Linked DNA regions of Mus musculus: all the other regions are linked to region 2. A link is a contact called in public ChIA-PET, HiChIP or PLAC-seq and promoter capture Hi-C data. All regions are on one chromosome and are shown on one strand. The core of a region is the stretch at or near the end of the contact, and the rest is flanking DNA. Distances in the headings are between cores, read along the strand shown. Region 1 holds the start of She (src homology 2 domain-containing transforming protein E). Region 2 holds the start of Dap3 (death associated protein 3). Region 3 holds the start of Mef2d (myocyte enhancer factor 2D). Region 4 holds the start of Adar (adenosine deaminase, RNA-specific). Region 5 holds the start of Pmf1 (polyamine-modulated factor 1).

The links. Promoter capture Hi-C pulls out the DNA fragments that hold promoters and counts their contacts. ChIA-PET counts read pairs in DNA pulled down with a chosen protein or histone mark. HiChIP or PLAC-seq counts read pairs in DNA pulled down with a chosen protein or histone mark.
Region 1: an H3K4me3 HiChIP or PLAC-seq map of bone marrow-derived macrophages shows a contact between it and region 2, with 4 times the contacts expected there. The contact joins the promoter of She here to the promoter of Dap3 in region 2. A contact is called at or near these places in 1 of 39 promoter capture datasets (pre-B cells) and 2 of 115 datasets of contacts at active chromatin or transcription factors (astrocytes and bone marrow-derived macrophages).
Region 3: an RNA polymerase II ChIA-PET map of memory CD8 T cells shows a contact between it and region 2, with 10 read pairs. The contact joins the promoter of Mef2d here to the promoter of Dap3 in region 2. A contact is called at or near these places in 1 of 39 promoter capture datasets (liver) and 1 of 115 datasets of contacts at active chromatin or transcription factors (memory CD8 T cells).
Region 4: a promoter capture Hi-C map of pre-B cells shows a contact between it and region 2, with 2.1 times the contacts expected there. The contact joins the promoter of Adar here to the promoter of Dap3 in region 2. A contact is called at or near these places in 2 of 39 promoter capture datasets (liver and pre-B cells), 1 of 484 Hi-C or Micro-C datasets (B cells) and 2 of 115 datasets of contacts at active chromatin or transcription factors (bone marrow-derived macrophages and memory CD8 T cells).
Region 5: a promoter capture Hi-C map of liver shows a contact between it and region 2, with 2.3 times the contacts expected there. The contact joins the promoter of Pmf1 here to the promoter of Dap3 in region 2. A contact is called at or near these places in 3 of 39 promoter capture datasets (erythroid cells, hematopoietic stem and progenitor cells and liver), 1 of 484 Hi-C or Micro-C datasets (natural killer cells) and 3 of 115 datasets of contacts at active chromatin or transcription factors (bone marrow-derived macrophages, microglia and regulatory T cell precursor).

Annotation. Positions count from the first base shown.
Region 1 is chr3:89,828,509-89,833,092 of GRCm38.p6, reverse strand. It overlaps She (src homology 2 domain-containing transforming protein E), which reads right to left and starts at 1,723. Exons shown (of 6, transcript NM_172530.3): 1 at 990-1,723. The coding sequence starts at 1,589.
Region 2 is chr3:88,947,789-88,951,905 of GRCm38.p6, reverse strand. Dap3 (death associated protein 3) reads left to right here and starts at 1,624. Exons shown (of 13, transcript NM_022994.3): 1 at 1,624-2,038. The coding sequence starts at 2,036. It also overlaps a transcript of Ash1l not described here.
Region 3 is chr3:88,139,254-88,143,961 of GRCm38.p6, reverse strand. It overlaps Mef2d (myocyte enhancer factor 2D), which reads right to left and starts at 1,590. Exons shown (of 12, transcript NM_001310587.1): 1 at 1,288-1,590.
Region 4 is chr3:89,729,465-89,733,933 of GRCm38.p6, reverse strand. Adar (adenosine deaminase, RNA-specific) reads right to left here and starts at 3,216. Exons shown (of 15, transcript NM_001146296.1): 1 at 3,096-3,216. The coding sequence starts at 3,123.
Region 5 is chr3:88,409,043-88,413,686 of GRCm38.p6, reverse strand. Pmf1 (polyamine-modulated factor 1) reads left to right here and starts at 3,290. Exons shown (of 5, transcript NM_025928.4): 1 at 3,290-3,531. The coding sequence starts at 3,380. It overlaps Slc25a44 (solute carrier family 25, member 44), which reads left to right. Exons shown (of 4, transcript NM_178696.5): 4 at 790-3,193. The coding sequence ends at 981.

The DNA.
Region 1 (4,584 bases), core at 474-2,973, 880 kb before region 2:
GTCTAAGGAGGCAGCTTGCTTAAATCCCTTCCCCGGGAAGGGTTTGCTCAGGCTGAAGCCTAAGATCTGGGAGCGAGCTCTTCTCTCTCCCATTTCTCACAGGAGAGAAACCCAGCTCTGCTCTACAAGCCGGGCAGTGGTGGCTCACGCCTTTAATCCCAGCACTTGGGAGGTGGAGGCAGGTGGATTTCTGAGTTCGAGGCTAGCCTGTTCTACAGAGTGAGTTCCAGGACAGCCAGGGCTACACAGAGAAACCCTGTCTTGAAAAACAAAACAAAACAAAACAAACAAAAAGGATGGAGAGAATAGGTTCACCTTTCCCACACTGGACAGGACCCAGAAGCCCTCTGGTGACGAATGTGCAGGAAACACCTTCTTCTCTCCTGATCTGTAATTTCCTTAAAGACATTTCCTTGCTATGGACTGTGCCCCCCCCCCCACCACATCCCTTAGTGTCCATGGCGAGTACTTATATGGCTACAGTACAATAAACAGAATGAATGTACAGTACAGCCACAGAATGAATGGAAGCCTTTGCCGCTTGCACAGCAGCTGAAACTGAGTGGCTGGAAGATGGGCAACCTGCGCTTCACAGTTCACGGGCTACCGATGTTTTGCATACTCAGGCGGCGTAAGCCTTACAGAAGTCTAGCTTGATAGACCCCTCGATGTCAAACATGAAAACAAGAACCACAGTACACCACACCCATTGGAAGGCCAGTTCCTTTCCCTTCCCTTCGACTGCTCTTTGAAACAACTAACAAAAACCAACCACAACAAACCTTGCTGTCAAGGTCTCCAGTGAGTTTTGAAGAGTCACTTGGGAGTCAGAATGAATACAGAGGAAGGCCTTAGAAAACATCTTCAACTTCACTTATGCCTAATGAATATTGGGGTTCATCAGGTTCCCATGCGTCCTTCCCCGCCCCCCCCCCCCAAGCCCTTCCAATTCCACAACTGAGAGGAGGATAGAGATGCTGTGTTCTTACCGTGTCTTGCTGTCTCATTATCTTGGCCTTGTCCAGCTCAGGGCCCAGGGAGGACGGGGAAGAGGACGCAGAGGAAGAGGAGCTGCTGGAGCTGCTGGTGCTGCCACCGCCCGGGTAGGCGCTCTTCCCATTCTTCTCCTGCGTGTCCACCTTGATGAGCCTACTGATGTAGGTGCTGCAGCCCGCGCTCTTGGTCACCGCGCCACGGTGGGGCTCCTCCTCGGTGGCGGTGGCGGTGACCCGGGAGTTCTTACGGCCTTTGCCAGCAGCGGCCTGGATCAGACCCTGCAGGCTGTCCCGGGACAGCCGACTGTCCTTTGGGGGTCCGCTGCTCGCCTTGCTGGCCCCCAGCTCGGCCGCTGAGTTCTTCCGGCCCTTGCCCGGGGTGGGCGCCGCGCCGCCAGTCTCCGAGTTCTTGCGCGGCTTGCCGCCGGCGCCCCCGGGCCGGGCGCGCTCCGACGCGGTCTTCAGAGTAAGCGGGAACTCCTTGAACCATTTCGCCGCCATCAGGGGGCCCGGGAGCGTCGAGGCCGCGGAGCAGAAGAGTGAGGAGGCCCAGCTGAGACACCGTGGGGCGCCAGGGGCCGGGGGCCGCCGCATTCCCCGGGGCTGGACGCTGGAGGCCGCCGCGAGGCTCCGGGCCGCTAGACGCGCGCGCCTGGCAGGGTGGCACCCGCTCGGCCCGAAGCTAGACGGGCGCAGTGATCGGACCGCCGTGTTCTCTGCGCTCCACCGCTTGGGGCTGCCGGGCGCCGGGGCTTCCCCTGCCTTTCCTCCCGAGGTGGGCGAGGCCGAGCCCACGGAAGCCCCCGGCAGCCCTGCCCACCCTAACTGGGACGATGGCGGCCGCAGTGCCCCGGCGCCCGCCCCGCGGTGGACGCACAGGACGGAGGACGGACGCGCCCCTCCCTCGCCGGCGCCGGGGCCCCCGCGTGCGCACCGAGTCCAACACTGCCCCCATCTCTGCAGACGGGACGTGTGCGGGGATCGTGGCCAGGAGTCGCGCTCGAGAACAAGGATCGGGAGCGCCCGCGCGGCTTCCCTCGCTCTCCGGTTCCGCACGTTCGTCGGGGGCGCGTGGAACCCCAAGCTGGACGCGGCGGGCGAAGGCTCGAAGTTCGACCGGGCGGCTCTGAGGGCCGCGCAGGTATCGCTCTGGCTGCAGGACCAGAGAGGGGTCCCACCAACCCCAGGCACTGTTGGGAGAAGAGCTTGGAGGTCCCCGACCCGCGCCCTCCTGCGAAGACGCCTCAGCTACTTGATTCTCACACTACTTGATTCTCTCCTTGTCGCTCTTTCTTCAAAGCAATTTCAAAGGTTTTTGTTATTGTTGTTAAAAAGATTAAATATGAAAAACGATTACATATGAACATGAAATGAAATCTTCTCCTTTCAGACACAAAACCCGGCAGTTGTTTACAGGTCTTCACTGGTAGACCTGCGGACTTTTGAGACAGAAAATGTATCTTTTCTCTCTCTGGATAAAGGCCAAAAGCCCTAAGCCGGCTTGACCTGGTTCTCTTATGGTGCTGCTGTCCACCCCCACCTTCTCCTTCCCCTCTCTGTCTCCTCTCCTACCCACTTCTCTCCTCCCTTCTACTCCTCCAATAGCAGCCTATGGAATCCTAACTTGCCTCGGTGTATTAGAAGACGACCTCAGACTATTGCGTGATGGCAAAGGGTGTCACCACTGTGAATTTCATGTGGTGCTGTGGATGACAGCCCGGGCTTGGAGCATGTTAGACAAGCACTCTACCAACCGAATTACATCTTCAGCCCCATGCAGCTTTTGGTAGACTTCAATTACTGATCTCCATTCCTCCTATCCATCCTTCTTTTAGCTACCAAGAGTTTACAGTTTTCCTGCTCTGCCATTTTTCTCTCAAACTCTAATAAAATTGTCTTCTAACCTCAAAGTAAAAGATAAAACAATACCATTATACAACAACAGCCCTAAATGTGGTCCAGAGTCTCATGCAGCAGGTTTGAAAACCCAAGCTACAAGCTGCGGGGGTCGGATAGCACCAGCCACCATCAGCTTGTGGATGGTACTTGGTGGAAGAAATGTAAGCTCACCTTGACCGTTCAGATGCTGGAAATGCATCTTAGCTTAAATTGAGGTATAATTTAGATGCCATGAAATTCAGCTGTTTAATATGGAATTTTTAATACATTGAAGTCTCACTAGTAGTCTGATTTTAAGGCATCCACCCAAGAGGTGAGGAGATAGCTCAGTTGATAACATACTTGGCAGGTAAGCATGAGAGCCTGACTATGAACCTCTGCACCCGCAAAGAAGAGCGGTGGGAGTCATACCCTTTCTTTCAATCCCAGTGCTGGTGAAGCAGAAAAACAAAGTGCACATTGATGAGGAAGGACATTCAAGGCTGACTTCTGGCCTGCATACACTTGCAAACATGTCTACCACCACACTTGAATACTCATACACATACCCTAAAAAAAAAAAATCACCTTTCCAGAAAGAAACTTGTATTTATCAGCAGCCCCTTCTCATGCCCTCTCCATGGGCGGTGTATTATACCTGTGTTTCTCTAGTGGCTGTCTCACATCAGAGAGGCCAGGAACCTGGTAGCTGCTCAGCCTACCAGGCTGAATATCTCATCACCCCAGCCTGGCCCAGGAGGCCTGGTGGATTCCTAGAGGGCTTATGGTTTGAATCTGTGCTGGAAGCTGGGAGAAGCTGGTTTTAACACTAGCAAAGGCTGGATGGACTTGTGAACAGAGTGAAGGCATGCAGGCAAAAGGCCAGCAGCTTCCAGTAGGTGCACCCACATTTAGCACCATCAAGAGAGTTCCTCGTGGGAGTGCTGAACTGCTTGCCTTTTAGTTGGTTCCAGACCCAATCAAGTTGACAACAGAGTCTGGCCTCACCATCTGTTTGGTTTTTACATGTTTGACCGTTCTAAAAGTTTCATATCATTGGGACCACACAGAGGACCTTTTCTGTCTGCCAGTCCTCAGAGTGCCCTCTTTGAAATCCATGTCCATTGAACATGTGTGTGCTTCACTCATTTTATATTGTCCAGTGATATTCCATTGTACGGTGCCCACGTGCCAGCCGATAACACGTGGCTCATTCCCACTTTTTAGCTGATAGAAAGATGCTATAAAAGCCAAATGGTGGTGGCACACACTTTTAATCCCAGCACTGGGAAGGAAGAAGCCAGTGGATCTCTGAGAGGCCAGCCTGGACTACAGAGCAAATTCCAAAACAGCCGGAGCTACACAGAGAAAGCCTGTTTTGGAAAAAACAAAACAAAACAAACTTTGAATCTTCACAAATGAGCCCTTACATGGATATATGTAATTTCTCAAGACTTGAATGGCCGAGTCACATGGTAATTCACTATTTTAACTTTTTGAGAACGGTCAACCTTTTCAGACTCTACATCTTACTACATGAGTAGCATGCCAGGGCTCTCCACACCCTGGACACTCACTGGAGGCTGGCTCTATTCTGCACGTCTCTAATAGCTAGAACTGTGGAGCATTAGCTAGCTGTAGAGCACTTGTCTGAAACCAAGAACTTGGAAAACAGAGGCAGGAGGGCATGGAGTTCAAGGCCAGCCACCTA
Region 2 (4,117 bases), core at 375-2,874:
TAGGATTACGAACTGAAAGAGTACTCTGAATATAAAAACTTTATGCACTACTATAAATCCACACGGTCAAAAACATCTCCCCTTATTCTCAGCCTAATAGCGATCACTCTGAGGATGTTGGTCTGGCTTTCATATTTACACAACTGACTCTATTCAAAGGCACAGACTATGTCAAGTTTCTCCCCTTCCTGATCTTAGCATGCATTCTGTATTATCATACTAATCATACTAATGCTAAAATACATGCACATTTATCGACCTAGAGAACACATGTCCCAGCATTTGTTTTTAAATAAGCTAACTTACAAAGGGAACTTCCCCAAATGCAGGCAAACTCTTCCTGAACACTCTCCATCCTCGAATTATACACATATAAACAGAGCAGCTATAAACCAACAGACCATCTGGTCTTCAAGACCCAAAACATTTCTTTCCAAGTAGAAACTAACCAGTGACATTTATTAAACTTATTAACACTCAGATCACTATGTCATGTCTGCATATATTTCCGCCTTTCGAGAACACCACAGATCTTGTACAGGTAAACTACCCGCTGAAGATCATCTCCCTTGCTACTTTTGTCCCTTACTTAAACAGACATAAACTGGATCTTGGGGGATGCTCCAATCGGGCCTACTACACAAACTAACCTGTCAGGGGCACAAGCGACTCCGCCTCCACTCGCTTACTTTCCCGTCCCCCTCCCCCAAACCAAGAGCCCGCTGGTCAGGGACACCCCGTCACCCCGCCTAGAGGGACTTCCCGGTAAGCTCAGGATCCCTATCCCTGCTCTCCCTTCCCCCATCCTCACCCCGCTCTCCCGGAGGTCCAGGTCCGGGGGGGTGACAGCGGATCCCGGGTAGCCAAGGAGAGACTACTTGGGGCCTTCAAAGGCCTGCTCACACCGCACTACTCACCGTGCGAGGCCGAGAGCGCCGAGTGCAGGCAAGTGGAGAGAGAGAGGGTGGCAGCCTGGCGCCTCGGCTTCCCTGGCTCCACACTGTAACCCTTCCCGCTTGTCAGGAGGCGGCCAGCGGGTAAGCGGACCGGCGGAAACGCGAGAGAGGAGAAGCCAAAGGCGTAGGTCGGGAAAGGGGAAACCGAGAGAAGGCGGGTCCGGCAACCGAGACCGGGATCGTCTCCCCCCTCCGCAAAGCGAACCCAAAATGGCGGCGGGAGCGGCAGCGGCGGCGGCAGCGGCGGCGGCGGCGGCGGCTCTGGGGAGGGAGGGAGCGAGCGAGCCAGCGAAGGGCGCCGCGTGCCCCCCCTCCCGCCTCCCACTCCTCCCTCCGCGCGCTCTCCCCGCCGCCCTCCCTCCCTCCCTCCCTCCCTCCCTCACCCGACTCCGGCCGCGCAGCGCGCACGCCCGCCCGCACGCTTCCGAGTGGGTCCGGACTGGTCGCGAGCTGCGCCCTCCAACCACCGCCTCCGGCCGCCCCGCGCCGCCAGCACCGACGCGCTCGCTCTGGGGCCTCCGGCTCGCGCGCTCCCGACTCCCTCTCGGCCCTCACGCGTACCTTCCTTGGCGCGAGCCCGAGCCTCCTCCCTCCTCCTCCTCCTCCTCCTCCTTCTCCTCCTCGGCTCGCCTCCCTCTCTTCCCCGCCCCCACGGCTACCAACGGCAGCCACGGCTGCCGCCGCCTTCGCCCCCACCCCTCGAACGTGCGCCTCCCACAATCCCCCCCGCGGGACGTTCCATTGCGCGCCCCTGCTGGGGCCGGGGAGAAGCGGGCACGCCCGCGCAGACGAGGCTGGCCACGGTGACCGGAATGTTTTGAAGAGCGAGCGAAGGTACCTAGGCGCGGACCTCCTGGGACGGGCCACCGCGACGCCGAGGCTTGCTGCCCGCTTCCGGCCGCGGGGCGGGTGGCGCGGTGCCCCTCCGCTGGGCTGTGGTTGCAGCCGCGGCGACTGCGCGTTGGGTAGCTTCCTGCCACACGACCCGAGCTTGCTTCACAACTGCAGGACGGGTGCCTGGGATCCAGCCGCTGGCGGTGTGTGCGGGTCACCGGAGCAGGAGTCCTAGTGTTGGACTCATGGTAAGGGGACTGAGCCACACAGGGGATGCAATGATGAAGGAGGGAAAGGAGCGTGTATTTGAACTGCCCCGAGATAGGGAATGAGGGCAGCAGTGTCGGTGATCCTCCAAGAGGGCATCCTTCAGACCCGGGGCTGCGGACCTGGGACCGGAGGATGAACGGACAGAACGGCTGTTAATATGTTAATGTAGTTTAACCTTGTTAAAGTCCCAGAGGGTACCTATCCTCTGTGATGCTTGTGTGATCCTTGTGCACTTCTCAAAGATTGTGCGAACTCGGTTTGCAACTGGCAGCCTGATGTTAGAGCAGTGGTCCGCGCAGCCTTCCTAATGCTACGACCCTTTAGTACAGTTCCACATGGTGACTCCCTACCATAAAATTAGTTTTGTTGCTACTTCGTAACTGTAATTTTGCTGTTATGAATCTTAATGTAAACATCTGATATACAGGATATCTGATATGGGATCCCTGTGAAGGGTTGTTAGACCTCTCCTCGGGTCGCCACCCGCAGGTTGAGTGTGTGAGGGGATGAAACTATGCACTGAGATTTTATTTCTGGATTTGATCTTTTAGGCCTTCAAATTTTTCCAAGTTATTTATGAGATGCTGGTAGTAAAAATTAGCTAACCCCAAAATATACCTTCAGGGTTGGAGTATGAAATAATGAGATCATATATGTAAAGCAGAATTAGCTCCTGGGTACGGGGAAAATGCGGAGTATTATTGTTATCATTTACAGTGCTGTTGATGTTGATAAGATTTGTAGGTGTAATTGGTAGTTTGTGTTCTATTCATCTAAATTGCTAGTTAAACCAGACCTATGGCATTCATTGGCTGCTAGTATTTGTTTCCGTGTTGACATTGGATGAGTGAATTCAGGGCATGTGATGTTAAAACCCCAACGTTTGATCTACTCATTTTTAGTCTCCCACAAAAAGCAAAGCAAAATTTTAGAGGAATGGCACCTTAAGTTTCCTTTCTTATCTGTGAATTCTTACCTTTGTGATTCAGGGGAAATTTAAACATTACTGCGTTCCATTCATCTCCAGAACCCATTCAATTAATATTCAGTCTTTTTTTGGAATAGGGGTTAAATTGTCTTTTGAGTGGTTGTTTATTTGTTTGTTTTGACAGTCTCACTCTTTAGCCCAAGCTTGCCTGAAACTCTGACAGTCATCCTGTCTTAGCCTCTTTAGAGGTTGGATTATAGGCATGAACCCATACCTGGTTTTCAGATAACCCAACCTTTCCCTATTGGCTGTATGCATTGGGGATTGATTATCTTTGTGTTTCCTTCTTTGAGTTAAAGAGACAATCAGCCTTAATTGACTAGCTGTGAAGTTACTTTTGCTAACCAAGCCCATGCAGTCTACCCAGGGTTGCAGGAATCTTTCTTCAGTAGCTTCCTGTGTGCAACTTTGTATAGGTGTGTGCTTGCATGTGTGCAGACTGTCCGACTGATTTACAGGGTCTATCTCAAAGGACATGGAAATGTTAAAATCAGTGTCACATACTTAAATACTAGGACTAGAAAGCTTGAAGCTATAATCTCAACACTCCACAAAGTGGAGGCAGGAGGATGGAAACTTGGAGGTCATCCACAGCTATGCAGCAAAGTCTTGACTAGCCTGAGTTCCGTGAGACAGTCTCAGAACAACAGTGGGGTTGGGGTGGGGGGCAGGTGAGAGAAAGTTAGTCTGAAGAGCACTGACGGACTTCTGTACTGTTCCTGTTGAACCCTTACAACAGGGAGACTCTTCCTTTTCCAAGCAAAGCTTGAAGTTCAAAGAAATCTGTAACTTGATCTTTAGACTTTAGTTTCCTAACTTTTCCCCTATATCACACTGCCTTCGTAGTAAAAATTCTTTATTTGTATGTGTGTGTGTATATATGGGTGTTTTGTATACATGTATGTCTGTGCATCCTGTGTGTGTGTGTGTTGCCCCCAGAGGCCAGAAGAGGGTGTTGGGTCACCTAAGATTGTGAGCCCCTGCATGGGTGCAGGAGATGGGGTGAGGCACATTAATTTTCCTTCTGTAGTCCCAGTGTTTCTCCAGGAACCCAAACCTGGGCGAGTAG
Region 3 (4,708 bases), core at 341-2,840, 810 kb after region 2:
GAAGACATAAGTCTGATACAAAAGCTGAAGTGTGACCTTAAGTAAAATGCTCTACCACTTTGGTAAGTATGGGAATGAATGAAAGCTCCTGACTCCCTAAAAGTACACGCAGCAGTCACACACAGGGTCTATGTATGAAGGGCACAGCAGTCACAAACAAAGAACATGACCACTGAAATCCCAAAGCCTCAGTGTCCATTTCTGGGGTATATGGGAAAAGTGCTCTACAGAAGCTCCAGAATTCCCCAACCACCCTACATAACAAGGTTCTCAGCCACTCCCACAATCATCCCACCCCACCCCCATCCTGGAAGACGCAGGAAGGAAATTCATTCACAGGCAAGGCCATGGGAGTTGGGACAGCCAGGCTGAGCACTGGGGCTCGGTGGCCAGAGGCCAGAAGCTGGGTGTCTGAGAACACTGTCAGGTAACTCGCCAATGCTCCCCTCGGCGGATACCTACCGCGGATACAGGGAGACGAACAGAAGGTGGACAGCTCCCAAGGCCAAGCGCACTCAGTAGGCTCCTCTCCGAGATCCGGCCAGAGCAGCCCAAGGTCACCGTCCCAGACGGCAAACTTCCCACAGTCAGGCAGCTCAGACCCACTGAGGGCTAGGGGGAGGGGTAAGATCCACCACTCACACAGCCAAACAGGCCTCGGAGGAAACTCACACGGGTAGGGCAGGAGGGAACGGGATCCACCCACTGTACTCCCCTAGCCTGGCCCCAATGTGCCGGTCAGTCGTAGGCAGAACTGGCACTCAGGACAAGCTGGGTAGTCCAGGGCCACTGGGAACCCCGAGGGCTCGATGGAATCTCTGGGAGGCCTCCCTGCCCCATCTCTGAGGTGGGAGGCCGGGAGCACAGTAGTCCCTTGGGCCAGCCTCACCACTCGAACCCCACTCGCACTGACTCGGCCCGCACCGCACCGTCCAAGAGAAAGGCCTGGAGAGGTCCTGCCAGGTGTTAACAGCTGCAAACTACTGTCCAGGGGTTCTCCAGCCGGCGTTGCTGACACGCCCGACCAAGGGGGCCCCCACGGGCGCGAAATCGCGGCCGGAGCCACGTGCGTTGCGCCCGCCAAGGCGCGAGGCGACGGGGGCTCGGGTACCAGGCGCGGCTGTCACAGCAGACACCCCAGCACCAACACTGCCTCCGTCGCCCCGCCCGGACCGGGACGCTCGTGCCAGGGCGCCCGTACACCCCTCGCGCTCCAGACCACCCTGAGCCCGGCCGCGCGGCGTGGGGGAGGGGTTCTTAAAGGGGCCGACGCGCGTCGTGACTCACCAGCCCGTGGGGGGGACGGGGTGTCACGGCGCCCGGAGCCTCGGCCCGGTCCGCCGAATCCTCGGTTACGCGAAGCCGCAGCTCCGACGGGAAACAGCGAAGGCGCCGCGTCCACGCGGCCTGGGCGGCGCCACAGGGCCGGGACCCCCTGGTGCGCGCGGGGGCGGCGGCGGCGGGCGGCAGGCACGCAGCCGAGCGCCCAAGCCGCCTCGACGGTTGTTGATATTTTGCTTCCTTCCTCCTTTCGGGCTCCAAAGGCAACTCCTCCAGCCCCAGACTCGAGGCCGACGTAGGCACCGCGCAGCCTAGCTTGCGAGATGGGAGGGGGGGAAAAGACGAGAGTGATGGACAAGCAGGGGGCCAATGGGAGGGCCCCGCAGGGCTGGGGGCGGGGCCTGGCAGGGAGGCCTGGGACGCAACCCCGCCCCCTGCCCGCGGCCTGCGCCCCACCCCTTTGGGGCGCGCGACCACGGCGCGTGGAGCCCAGATCCCTCCGCCTGCGGGACAGAGCGAGGCTGCGGGTACCTCAGCACCCCAGCTCCAGAGTTGGCAGGGATCTAAGTAAATAAGTTCTGGGGAGATAAGAGTGTTGGTAGGCCCCAGCTCCTACACTTACTGTGTGACAAAGCTCCGAAGCCAGATCGCGCTCTCTTATCTCGTGGTTACCTGGGGAGCTCCGCTGCTCCCTCTACCTGTGACAGGTCCCCTCCTTTCCCCTGACCCGGCTCGGTTGACGCCCAGACATTTAAAGCTACAGTGCATAATTCTCGGGTGATCTAATCTTTTAGTGCCTGCGGGCCCCAGCGCACTTAACTACGGAGGGGGCAATTTAAAGGGGCGGGACCCCAACCACTACCTCCCTTGCCTCACAGGAAACATCCAGAAGCCTTGTCTTGAAGAAATATAACTCTCTCAAAAAAAAAAATCTTTTAAAATCCCCGACGGCCTCTGGGCGTGGTGAATTTTTAAGTGCTTCACAACAAGATTGTGCGCTCCATTGCTTCTGGACCTTTAACCCGTCAGACTTCCTGTCCGCATCCTGTCACTAACAAGTCCTCGGCTGGCTCTACCTGGAGCTTGAGGAAATGACAGAGTCTGGCGTGGACTTCAAAGCCTTAGCAAAACAGAAGCAAGAGGTTCTTCAACAAGCTAGGGTCTGCTTTACTGAACAAAGTCCCTGTTCTGGCTTCTTGTGGGAGAGATGAGAAGAGGCGACAAGTGGTGGGTTAGAAAATTTATAATCTCGGAGTCAGACTGTTTTGGTTCAAAATTTTCCACTATTTCTGAAAAGAGCAAAGCACATCTCTTAACTCTCCATCCTCTTGGGTAAGCTGAAGGTGGTAAGGCCAGGTACATAACTTGTGAATTTGGTGTGAGTTTAGTTCCCAGTAGACTAGTACAGTGCCTCGTGTTGCACTGTATGACCCACACGGGCTGCTCAGCTGAAAATGAGCCCTTTTAGGGCCTGCGTGAGTTCAGAAAAGGCTCATAGTGGGCCAGTTCAATAGGACTATTCTGCAAAGAGCTTGGAGGCATATATGTACCTCCTTAAACAGGAAGCACGTAGGCTTCTAGTCCCTCGGCCTCCCTTTTCAACCCTTCCACTTTGCCCCTCCTTCCAGAAGCCTGATTTATGTAGGATCACACATGGTCCCCAAATGTTGCTCCTTAGTTTTCCTAGTAGTATGGGGGGTGGGGGCACAGAGCTGCCAGTACTCCTTGAGCAGTCTGGTTTGCCCCCAAGACTTGAGTGAAGGCATCTGCCCTTCCCCAAGCCCTGGGAGAACACAGCCTTGTTCCTGCTTGTGGCTATGGTGGGAGCAGAATGGGAAAGTGCCCTCCCCGTGGGGAACCTCCCCTCACTTGTGGCCTCTATTTTTAGTGCTTCCCCAGGCTCTAGCTGGAGAAACCGTTTAGTCATCAGGGTGTTTATTTTTCCGGCTGTTTCCCGACGTCGGGAAAAGCAGAATGTTGAGACTGGAGAGATTCAGGGCTGCTGGAAAAGACGTCTTAGGAACAGGCCTGGGAACACAGCCTTCAGGCCATTGGGTCCCAGCTTGTAGGAAAACAAAACAGGATGGGCCCGGGACAGCTAAGCCCTCAGGAGTGTTCAACCTGCCTCAACCTTGGAGGCTCTCCAAGCTAGAGAACCTAACTCAGTTTGTTTCTCAAAACATAACCAAGGCCAGAAGAAAATTTTTTTCCCAGAATCCCCCTCCCCAGCCTCTCCCTAACTAACTTGGTGAGCTTCCAGCGAGCCATGATCCCAGCCAATCTCAAATATGAGGCTGGCCGTCCATGGCTGTGATTGGTTGGCTGGCCCTCTTTAGACCTGGAATGTTGAGTCCTTTAAAAAGGAATGAGGAAGGAAGGTGAGTCACCTGGGGAAGATATTAAAAGACTAGCAGGAAGAGCTCCGAGAGCTCAGGGAGGTGGGGGCCCTGGACACTCACTGCTGACTTGACAACTCACAGGAGACCAGAATAGGGGGCAGTAAAACTACAAGTGGGACAAAACTCAGACTGTGAAAACGTCTTGGGAGAGGTCTTGATTTCCACGAAAGACTGAAAAGGGCCAAGGTAATGTTGGAAGTTAGATGAAAATTGGACTTCCTGAAAGTGACTCTGAGTTCTTTTCTTCTGGCCCTTGAATTTCCCATCCCAGAATCCTCTGGGTGGCAAATGACTGAGTCTCGTGCTTCCTCTCCTACCTCTGGCTGTGCACCATTTCTTGTTAATCAGTTTATTCTGTTAGCGTACCATGCTGCATATTTAGATGTCGGAGGATAATTCTACGGCGTGGATCTTCCACTTTTCCATTTGTTTCAGGATCAAACTTCCGTGGCCAGGCTTGCATGGCAAGCGCTTTACTGCCTCAGTCATCTCGCCCATCTGTTCTAAAGAAAAGTCACCTTCCAGCCCTGCTGTAAAACCTTGATACCCACCGACATCCTAAAAAGAACACCCTGTAAACTCACATGCATCTTCACAAAGCTATCTGGCAAATAAAACTTAATCCTCCTTTATCCACCCCTTCTCAAGCTTCTCCAGTTCACCTGAACTGGAAAGGTCCCTGTTCCTCTCAGCACCCTCTTCTACCTGGCAGTCAGTCCTTACTCAACCTAGGAAAAGTGCTCTAGCCTTCCCCTCTAGTCTGGTGAGCTGCTTGGCAGATCCTCCTCCTCTCACCTTCCCCTCCCCTGCGCCATCTGGACAGTTCTCAATCCCCACCTCCACCCGCGACTCCACCACCGAGTCATCCTTCCTTTAGTTTTTGGATGATCACCGCAAAGACCCCCAATTCTTCCCCGCATCTGCCACCAAGCTTGCGAACCGGACCCTCAGCAGGTGGGCGTGTATTTTCTCCGCGGGAAGGTGGGACGCTCCACTCCGCCCTTGTCTCCTCTGGACGCACTAGCTTG
Region 4 (4,469 bases), core at 1,967-4,466, 780 kb before region 2:
AAAGACAGGACGTGGGGTGTGTGAGATCAGCCCTCTGAGTGAGTCAGGCTCTCCACTACATAGTACAGCCCCTTTAGTCTAAAACTCTGTCATGTGGATAATCTTGACAAGCAGAACTTAAGGCTGGATGAGACGGAAGTTCACCTCCTCCCAGCTGAGGGAGGAGTGTAACAGCAGGAGCCATCTCCATGTGGTAAGAGGGCCTCAGTGAGTTACCTGTCAGTCACAACCCTGACGGACCAAAATTTGGGTACAGGGACTCTAGAGAGTTGCCATCTAAAAATGTCATGTGGTCCTCCCTCTTCAGTTGGCACCCAGGCTCACCTGGATATGGAGACAGGCAGGGTCTCATCACCACTACCAGTGGTCCTCTTACCTTCCCCAGGAACTGCCAGAGGCAGCCTCTAAGGACACCTTGCCATGAACAGCCTGATGGGGAGCAGTGGTGACAGAGGTCATGGGGTGGAGGGCAGTACATGAGGTGCTGTCTCTGACGTGCCTCACAGCCTTCCTGACTCTCCTGAAGGCTACAAGAGCTGGGCCACCGCCTTCTGTTTCCCATCAGTCATGACTGGGAATCTTACTGTCCTAATCACTTTTGTGGTACCTAACCCTGGGCTCCTCAATTCCCATGTGACCACAATCTTCACCTTTCAGCTACATGATGTCTTTGTCTAGTGACCCTACCTATATCACTATTATATAACATGTTTGTATCCATCAAACCCTGAAACTCTTTTCTGGTAGGTGGAGAGCATTTTCTAGTAGTGGCTAGATAACGATGGGCAGCATATTCAGAACCAAAGCCCATACAGACAAGACCATCCCTGGTCTTCTTTCTGCGCCCATCCCACAGGGCTTGGGACAGAGGTGTCATGGTGCTTGACATGAGTAGCCCAATCACATAGCTCAACAATGGGGGCTGTAGGAGATCCAATTAGTTTTTTGAGTGAACTTAGAAAGAAGACATTTTCATTTCAAGGTTAAAGTCAGTTTCTAGATAAATTACTTTTCTTACACTTATTTTATTTTTATGTGTATAGGTGCTTTGCCTGCATTTATGTCTGTCCACCACATGTGTGTCTGGTGTCCACAGAAGGCAGAGACCCTACCTCCCCCCAGAACTGGACAATGTGACACAATAGTAGCCACTGTTCTTATCTGCTGAGCCATCTCTCCAGCCCTAACTACATTCTTGATTTAAATGGCTATTTTCAGACAAAATCTGGGAAATATATGTGCGTAGCTACAAAGTAGTTGAATAAGTTATAACAGCCTCACACTGTGGAACATTAGTCACAATTTCTGAACATCTGTGTTGGATACATTTGCATTTTTACTACAAAAAATTTGTATATGTGAAAAGTGTAAATGGTAGAGTACATGTAAGTTAAGCTTTCTTCTGTTGAAAAGAAAAAACCTGGTTTGGGGGGGGGGGGAAGAGAAGGGAGAGAGAGAGAGAGAGAGAGAGAGAGAGAGAGAGTGAGTTCATATATGCACAAACACTAGAATAGGCACAGAAGAAATGAAACTAAGGAATTTACTCAGTTATTTCGGGGAGGTAGGACCAGAGAAGGAAACAGAACATGTAGTGCTATCTCTGACGTGGCTCACAGCCTTCCTGACTCGCCTGAAGGCTACAGGAGCTGGGCCACAGCCTTCTGTCGTGACTGGCAATCTTACCATCCTAACATATAATATCAAACATGGCTCTTCAAACACCATTCTAATCCTGCCTTCCATCTCTAGGACCAACAGATAAGTCCTTTGTCTTTACCATCTATGATCCATAGGTGCATACTGTAGTATATGTAAAAAGTGCTTTCCTTCAAGTCAGATGCCTGCAATATTTTGAGGGAAGGTAGACACACACACACACACACACACACACACACACACACCATTAAGAGCTGGGGAGATGACTCAGTGAGTAAAGCGTTTGCCACACAATCTTAAGGACCTGAATCTGAATCTCCAGAACCCAAGAAAAACAAAACAAAACACAGTGTGGTATAAAAATCAGTAATTGTGAGACACTTGAGGGTATAGGGGACCAAGAAGAAAAATTCCTGGAAGCCTGAGGGCCCAGTTCCGAGGCTGTCCTTTGTCGTAGAAAGAAGTACAAGTGTGCCTGTACATCTGCAACATTAAAAGTTGGTTGTTGGAGTAGGGTTTTTTTGGTTTGTGTTTTTGAGGCCATCTACACAGCTTTGGCTGGCCTGGGACTCAGAAATACCTGCCTCTGCCTCATGAGTACCATCATACCCCCCAAATTACAACACACACACACACACACACACACACACACAGTAGTAGAGCATTTGCTTATCAAGTGTGAGGCTATTGGTACATCCCATATAGCTTTTTAAAATTTTGAAGGATAAACCTGGGTGGGACATGCCTGCAATTCCAGCTCTAGGGAGAAAAGACTGGTGGCTTGCTCAAGGGCAATCAAGGCAACACAAGACAAGTAGAAACTGCCTCAAAAGCAAACAAACCAGCATGGTCAAACCAAGGCAAGGAACAGTCCTAATCCCACCACAGGGTCAGTTTCCATCCCCGCTGCTTTCCAGAATGACAGATCCAGTGCTGTGCACAGCATGAATCCTCGGAATCTGGGTTTTTCTGTTCAGAACGTTGCAGCTGGGGCTCATGTACGACATCACAAGTTCATTTTAGTGCTAAGTAGAATTCCACGAAGCTTACCCAGTGCGCTACAGAAAGACACCCTTCTTGGCCATAAAGCAAAAGACTTCCCCCTGCTGGTTAGTTGAGATAATTTAAATTTCTCAGGAAGTTGAAAAAGCAAAGAGGATCATGAGAAAAGTTGCTCATGTTGGGCTATAGCGGCTCAGCAAGGCATCAGGGGTCTTAGCAGAAAGAGAAGGGGTGTCTGCCCCGGCCTGGGTCCTTGTCTGGCTTAGACGCTGGTCTATCTTCTGACCAGCCTCCTTCCTGAGACTGCTCAAAGCTACAAGAACTAACTGAACAGAAATCCCCAGAAGGGCTGGCAGTTCGGCTTGAGAAGGAGAACGTGACCCTCGTAATTCACACTACGCGAGCCAGATATGAGGGTGCAGACCCCGCGGGCTTACCTGTGGGTCCCCTGAACCCTTGAGACATAGTGCCGGCAAGGCCCGCACCTGTGGCCGTAAGATGGCTGGCTCCCCAGAGTTCACTTTCGTTTCCTTGAAAAGGCTTCCCCGCCCAACTGTTGGGCCAAGAGGAGGGAGGGGTTTGCTCCCGGTAGCCGAGCAGCAGCATCCTGCCCACCATAAGGGCTGGGCCGCCGTAGTCCACGCCCACCGCCTTCCTCACCACTCCACCTCCACTAGCAGGGCACTATATACGTTCTCTGAGAGCTTGGGAGCTATTTACTTCACTGACAAGCTTATTTTTGTTCACGGTATTTTGGAAAGCTTCACTCAACAGCGCCCTCTCCGCCCTGTGAGGAAGTTCCTTTTCCGTGTTTAATCCCTACTGCTTGCGAGATTTACAAGTCTGTCCACTCCTAGAGTGACCATTGGCCAATGCCCTGTCCCCACTAGCCTGTCCTTCATTCCCCCTGTTGGCTGCTCCAAACTTCCTATCTTTTTGTAGATAAAATTCTTTACCTTCACGTATTCTGTTCTTTAGCCTAGAATGTTCCTCCCCCTTTCCTTGTTTTGTTTTTGAGACTTCAGAGGAATTCCACTTCCATATCCCTGGGTACCTGATGCGTTTGTACCAGTGTCAGCACCCAGCACATGGTGCAAGTAGGCCAGCATATGGCAGTCTGGGCATCTAGTGTATGCTACAACGTCAGCACCCAGCAGCACACACAGTGTAAGTAGAAGCCCCAGCATGTAGCAGTCTGGGCAAGATGGATGGCTCAAAAGTCACTCCCAATCATGTCCTCCCTGTTTGGTATAGCTGCCTGCCTTCAGTGCTCCCGGGGGCACTCCAGTGGGCAGGGCTGTTCTCGCCTATATCCCCTGCACAGTGAGTCCCAGACAGTCATAGGTGAGTGGATAATAGTGCACTCTAAGTAAAACAATTTGCGGAACAGAAACTTGGGGGGGGGGGGATAAAAAATGGCAATCAACACAGGAAAAGAGCTCAATCTTGTGCCATCAGGGAAACTCAGGAAAGGTCACAGTGAGTAGGTGTTCTTGTCCACTCACCAGTGTGGCACCATTAACTAGCACATAGGAGGACCAAGAAGGAGCAACCCCAGTCACTGCAGGAAGTCATTACTTAGAAACACACCCCATGGTTTAACCATTATATGCATTTAGCAGGATAAGCTACACAACACTGAAAGCAATCAAACTAAAATAAGCAGATGTTCCCACCTTAGGATATTACACAGCAATTGAAGTAAAAACCACAGCCAAATGCAGCAGATGGGAAACAATGTAACAATACTGAAAGAAGACCTCCTGTCCCAAACCAAGCAAAACCAAGGTCAATCATGTATTGCACAAGAC
Region 5 (4,644 bases), core at 2,041-4,540, 540 kb after region 2:
GGCTGGGGAGAGCTGCTTAAGGGCCTCACTGGGGGGATGAATGCAGCCTCCCAGAGACAGAGACGCGCCTTGTCCACAGGCTTACAGCCGGAGAGCTTGCCTGAGGGCAGTGGTAGCTGGCACTCAGCACTGTCTTGCTGGGCAGAACTCTTGGCACTCTGTTGTTTGAGACAGGGTTTCATCTTGTACCTCTGACTGGCCTGGAACTCACTGTATCAACCAGCTGGCCTACAATTTATAGAGATCCACCTGCCTCTGCCTCTCCAGTGCTAGGATTAAAGATGTGTGACACCATGCCTGGCTCTATTTTTGACATTGTAACAACCTTGTGGCACAGGGTCTCTCTCTCTCTCTCTCTCTCTCCCTCTCCCTCTCTCTCTCCCTCTCTCTCTCTCTTTATATATATGAATGAGTATGCTGTAGCTGTCTTCAGACACACCAAAAGAGGGCACTGGATCCCATTACAGATGGTTGTGAGCCACCATGTGGTTGCTGGGATTTGAACTCAGGACCTCTGGAAGAGCAGTCAGTGCTTTTACTTAACATCTGGAGCCATCTCTCGAGCCCAGGCATAGGGACTATCACCATTTTCTATTTTAGAAAACTGGGGTAGGCAGGGTTAAGTCCACCCAGGAAGTCTGTCACCAGAGCTAGGAGGAAGTCACTGTGCTGCCCAGAAAGCAGAGGCTAGCCCTCGGAGTCCCTCCTCGAGCCTGAAGTGCTATTGAGGGTGTGCTGAGCAGTGGTGACAGCACAGTTGGTGGCTCTTCACTGTGGTGACTTTTTCAGGTTGAAGGCAAGAGCTCCATCGTCCTGACCTTCAGGCAGCTGATGGCAGAGGAGGGGCCTTGGGGCCTCATGAAGGGCCTCTCGGCAAGAATCATCTCGGCTACACCCTCCACCATCGTCATCGTGGTGGGCTACGAGAGCCTCAAGAAGCTCAGCCTGCGACCTGAGCTGGTGGACTCGAGACACTGGTAGAGAGCGGTGGATGGAGAGGCTGTGGTTTCACACATTACTCTGGGCCAGGGCAGAGCAGAGAGGATAACTGACCCTGTGAATACCACCACCACACACCCATCCTGCTCCAGGTTGTCTGTCAGGGATAAGAGAGGAGACTTTGGACTGCTCCTTCTGCAGAGGTTCTGTGCCTGGCTTCCCTCATCCCCATCATTTGATTTCCCCTGCAGATCTGGGCCCCTCACTCGGTCCTTATACTCAGTCATGGCCACAGGACCCCGTTAGCCCCTCTGGCACCCCTCTCTGACCTTCCCTCAGGCCTGGAGAAGAGCTGCTCCTCGTTTGCTTGTCCCCTGCTTCTTCTCGAGCCTCAGGCCAAGGCTCTGAGTAGCTGCCTGGGGTCTATTTATTTTTTTATGCCTGCTTATTTTAAATTTGGGACCTGAGTTGTTCACTGCTTTGTCCTGCCTTTGGGGGGACAAATCGGAGCAGCACACACTCTGCAGGGCGTTCATCTTCTAGGGGAGTTACTAGGAGGGAGGAATGCTAAGGCTTCCTATGTGTAGCTGAACATCTGTGAATGAGCCAACTCACCCTCATAGCTCAGTCTGCTGTCAGACCCCACTCCTTGGAGAAGTGGAAAACTGTGACACAGATCCCAATTCTTTATCCCCCTTCCCTGTCCCTCAGGCCCGGGAACCGCATGAGCTGCTGGCCTTCATTGGCCCAGGTGACTACAGTAGAGGGGCATAGTTATAAGTGGGTCAGACTTACTAGAGAACACTGTCCTTGGAACTTTGCCCTGAAGCCAGGTTGGGAAAGAGCCACTGGCTTGGATGTGTGTTCCTCACTCTTATCTCCTCAGGCCAGCTGAGCCAAGCCCTGGAGGTACAACGGAGGTTCTGAGCCCGAGGCAGCAGTGCCACAGGCACACCTGCCACCCAGATGAATAGCAACAGGTGTCTCACAGTGGGACTCTGGAATATGAACTATCCTTTTTTTTCTTGTCCTTGGTTGTGAAGTATCATCCCAGTCATGGTACCCTGTGCTGGCAACAGAAAAAAAAAAAAAATACAGTCAGGAAGGCACCCAAGGCCAGGTCCACCTGGTTACCAGCCTCTTACTGCCAAAACCATTGATGCTTTCCTCAGGAGCGTCCCTCTTCCCTGCCTCTACTGAGCCTGTGTTGGTGGCAGAGAGGCACATCCAGGAATGGGAGGGAAGAAAGCAGGCAGATCTTGCTCTTCAGCCTGGGAGATGCTTGGGAAATGCCATGGTGCCAAATTGGAAGGTGCTAACTGAAGCCTTCATGTTTCTCACGGCTGCTCCACATTCTTCCATCCTGACTTGACCCAGTCTCCACACACACACCTCCTACTACTCGCTGTAGTCTGTATTTGTTTCCTTCTGAGCCCTCTACTAATGTCTCAGCATTTTGGTTTGTTTTTTGAGACAGGGTCTCATATATCCCAGGCTGGGTTTGAATTCATTATGTAGCAGAGGGTAGCCTAGAACTCTTCATCTTCCTCCACCTCCTAAGTTCCAGGTTTACAGGACGCCGCCAGGCCCCACTTCCTGCACTTTATTGAGAGAGCCCTTCAATCTTGCCCATAGTCATCTGAAGGGTGAAGCCCACAGATCATTTTAAATCCTTTCGCTCCTCACCTCTACCTTAAGACCTATCAATACAGTGGAGCAAGGGCCCCTCTCAGGCTTTCACTATCAAGACCTTTGTGATTGGACAGCTCTGCTCTTTGGTCTTTCCTAACGGGGCAGAGTGTGGACATAGGTTCCTCCCACCTTTCATACCTTAGGTTACTCCTTCCCGACTTTTCTTGTCCGGTGTTTAAGCCTCTCCCTTTCTTGTCCTATCTCCCTTTCCTTCTTTCCCCTTGTGTTTGAAAGGACCTTGGATATAAAGGTAAAAGGCACCCCCGTGTCGGAACTCCTACTCTCCCAAGGTCAGGGTCTGGGATTGGCCTTGGTGAAGATGAGCCAGTGGGCGGCCATTTTTCCAAAACTGGAGACCAAAACAGCTAGAAATGTTGACCCATTGGTCAACACACAAATTAGAAACTCGGCAAGACAGGAGGGCTGGATAGAGGCACATGGGAAAGAATGCACATTCAGCATTAGCTAGAAATGGACTCGAGGAGATTAGCTGCGAATATTCACTGTTGCACTGTATGAGATCTTTGAAATGTAATTAAAAGTTTTTATTGAGCCCCTAAACTCTGGCTTTTGGGTTTTGTTTTCTGCCCTTCCCCCCCTCCCTCCCCCCGGAGCTGAGAACTAATTCCTCGTCCTCGGCCACTGCCCCGCCCCATCCGGCTCCGTGACGGGCATTCCGCGGCCTCCAATCGGAGGTCCTGTTGGGAGGAGCTGCAGGGCCAGTTTATTTTGGCGGTTCAATTTCAACATGGCTGAGGTGAGCCGAGATAGCGAGGCTGCGGAAAGGGGGCCTGAGGGCTCCTCTCCGGAAGCTGTGCCAGGGGACGCGACCATCCCCAGGGTGAAACTCCTGGACGCCATAGTAGACACTTTCCTCCAGAAGCTAGTCGCCGACAGGAGGTAGGTGGCGACCAATGGGGAGAGGTGGCGGGAGGTCTGTCGCAGGATCGTAAGTCCCGCGAGATACGCTTGGCGCAGTCACGTGGGCGACCCGCCGCGGTGGAGCAGGGCTGCTCCCCTGAAACCTCTCGCCGCGGTTTGCGGAGGAGTAGAGGGAAGGTCGGATTGCAGTTGCTGTCTTCTCCACCGTCCCGCAAGGCAGCAGCCTGGGGCCCGCGGCAGCCTTAGGGCAGCCGACGTCCTTCCCCAGAGGTCATCTGCTTACGTAGACCTAACGCGCCAGGGCGCCAGATGAGCGCAGAGCTCTGCTGGCTGGAGCGCGCGGGAGGTGGCAAGCACTGAGCTTGCAGTCTTTTTTTTTTTTTTTTTTTGAGAAAGGATTTCTCTGTAGCCCTGGCTGTCCTGGAACTCACTCTGTAGACCAAGCTGGTCTCGAACTCAGAAATGAGTGGCTGTCCTTACAGGCTGGTGTGCCAGGCCTCATAACCAGGAATGTCCTGGGCTCAGTGGTAAGAGCACTCGTTGATCTTGCAGATCTTGCAGCGCACCTACATGGTGGTTCACACCCACTTGTAACTCCACTTCCAGGGGATCTGACACTATTCTGGTGGGCATTAAGCATGTACATGGTGCAAATACATACGTGCAGGCAAAATACCTAGACATAAACATGACCGAATCAAATTAACATTTTAAAAAAAGGAATGTTAGCCGGGCAGTGGTGGCGCAAGCCTTTAACCCCAGCACTTGGGAGGGAGAGGCAGGCGGATTTCTGAATTTGAGGCCAGCCTGGTCTACAGAGTGAGTTCCAGGACAGCCAGGGCTACAGAGAAACCTTGTCTCAAAAAAAAAAGACTATAGGCTCAGTGCTCGCCACCTCCCATGCCTTCCCGCTCCAGCCAGCAGAGCTCTAGTGACTTCCACAGTGACTAGAGGAAGACTGGACATGCTGGCTTCAGGTGGACCTCAAATTCTTGCCCTGCTGTCCTTTTCGTTGGCCTGGCTAAGGCCCAACTGCCAGAAGTGCCAATCTTAGGTTTCACAATATAAAGATGCAGTCGCACATGGCCCTGCTATCTGCACTCCCCTGCCTTGTCTCTCCAAAAGCGAAAT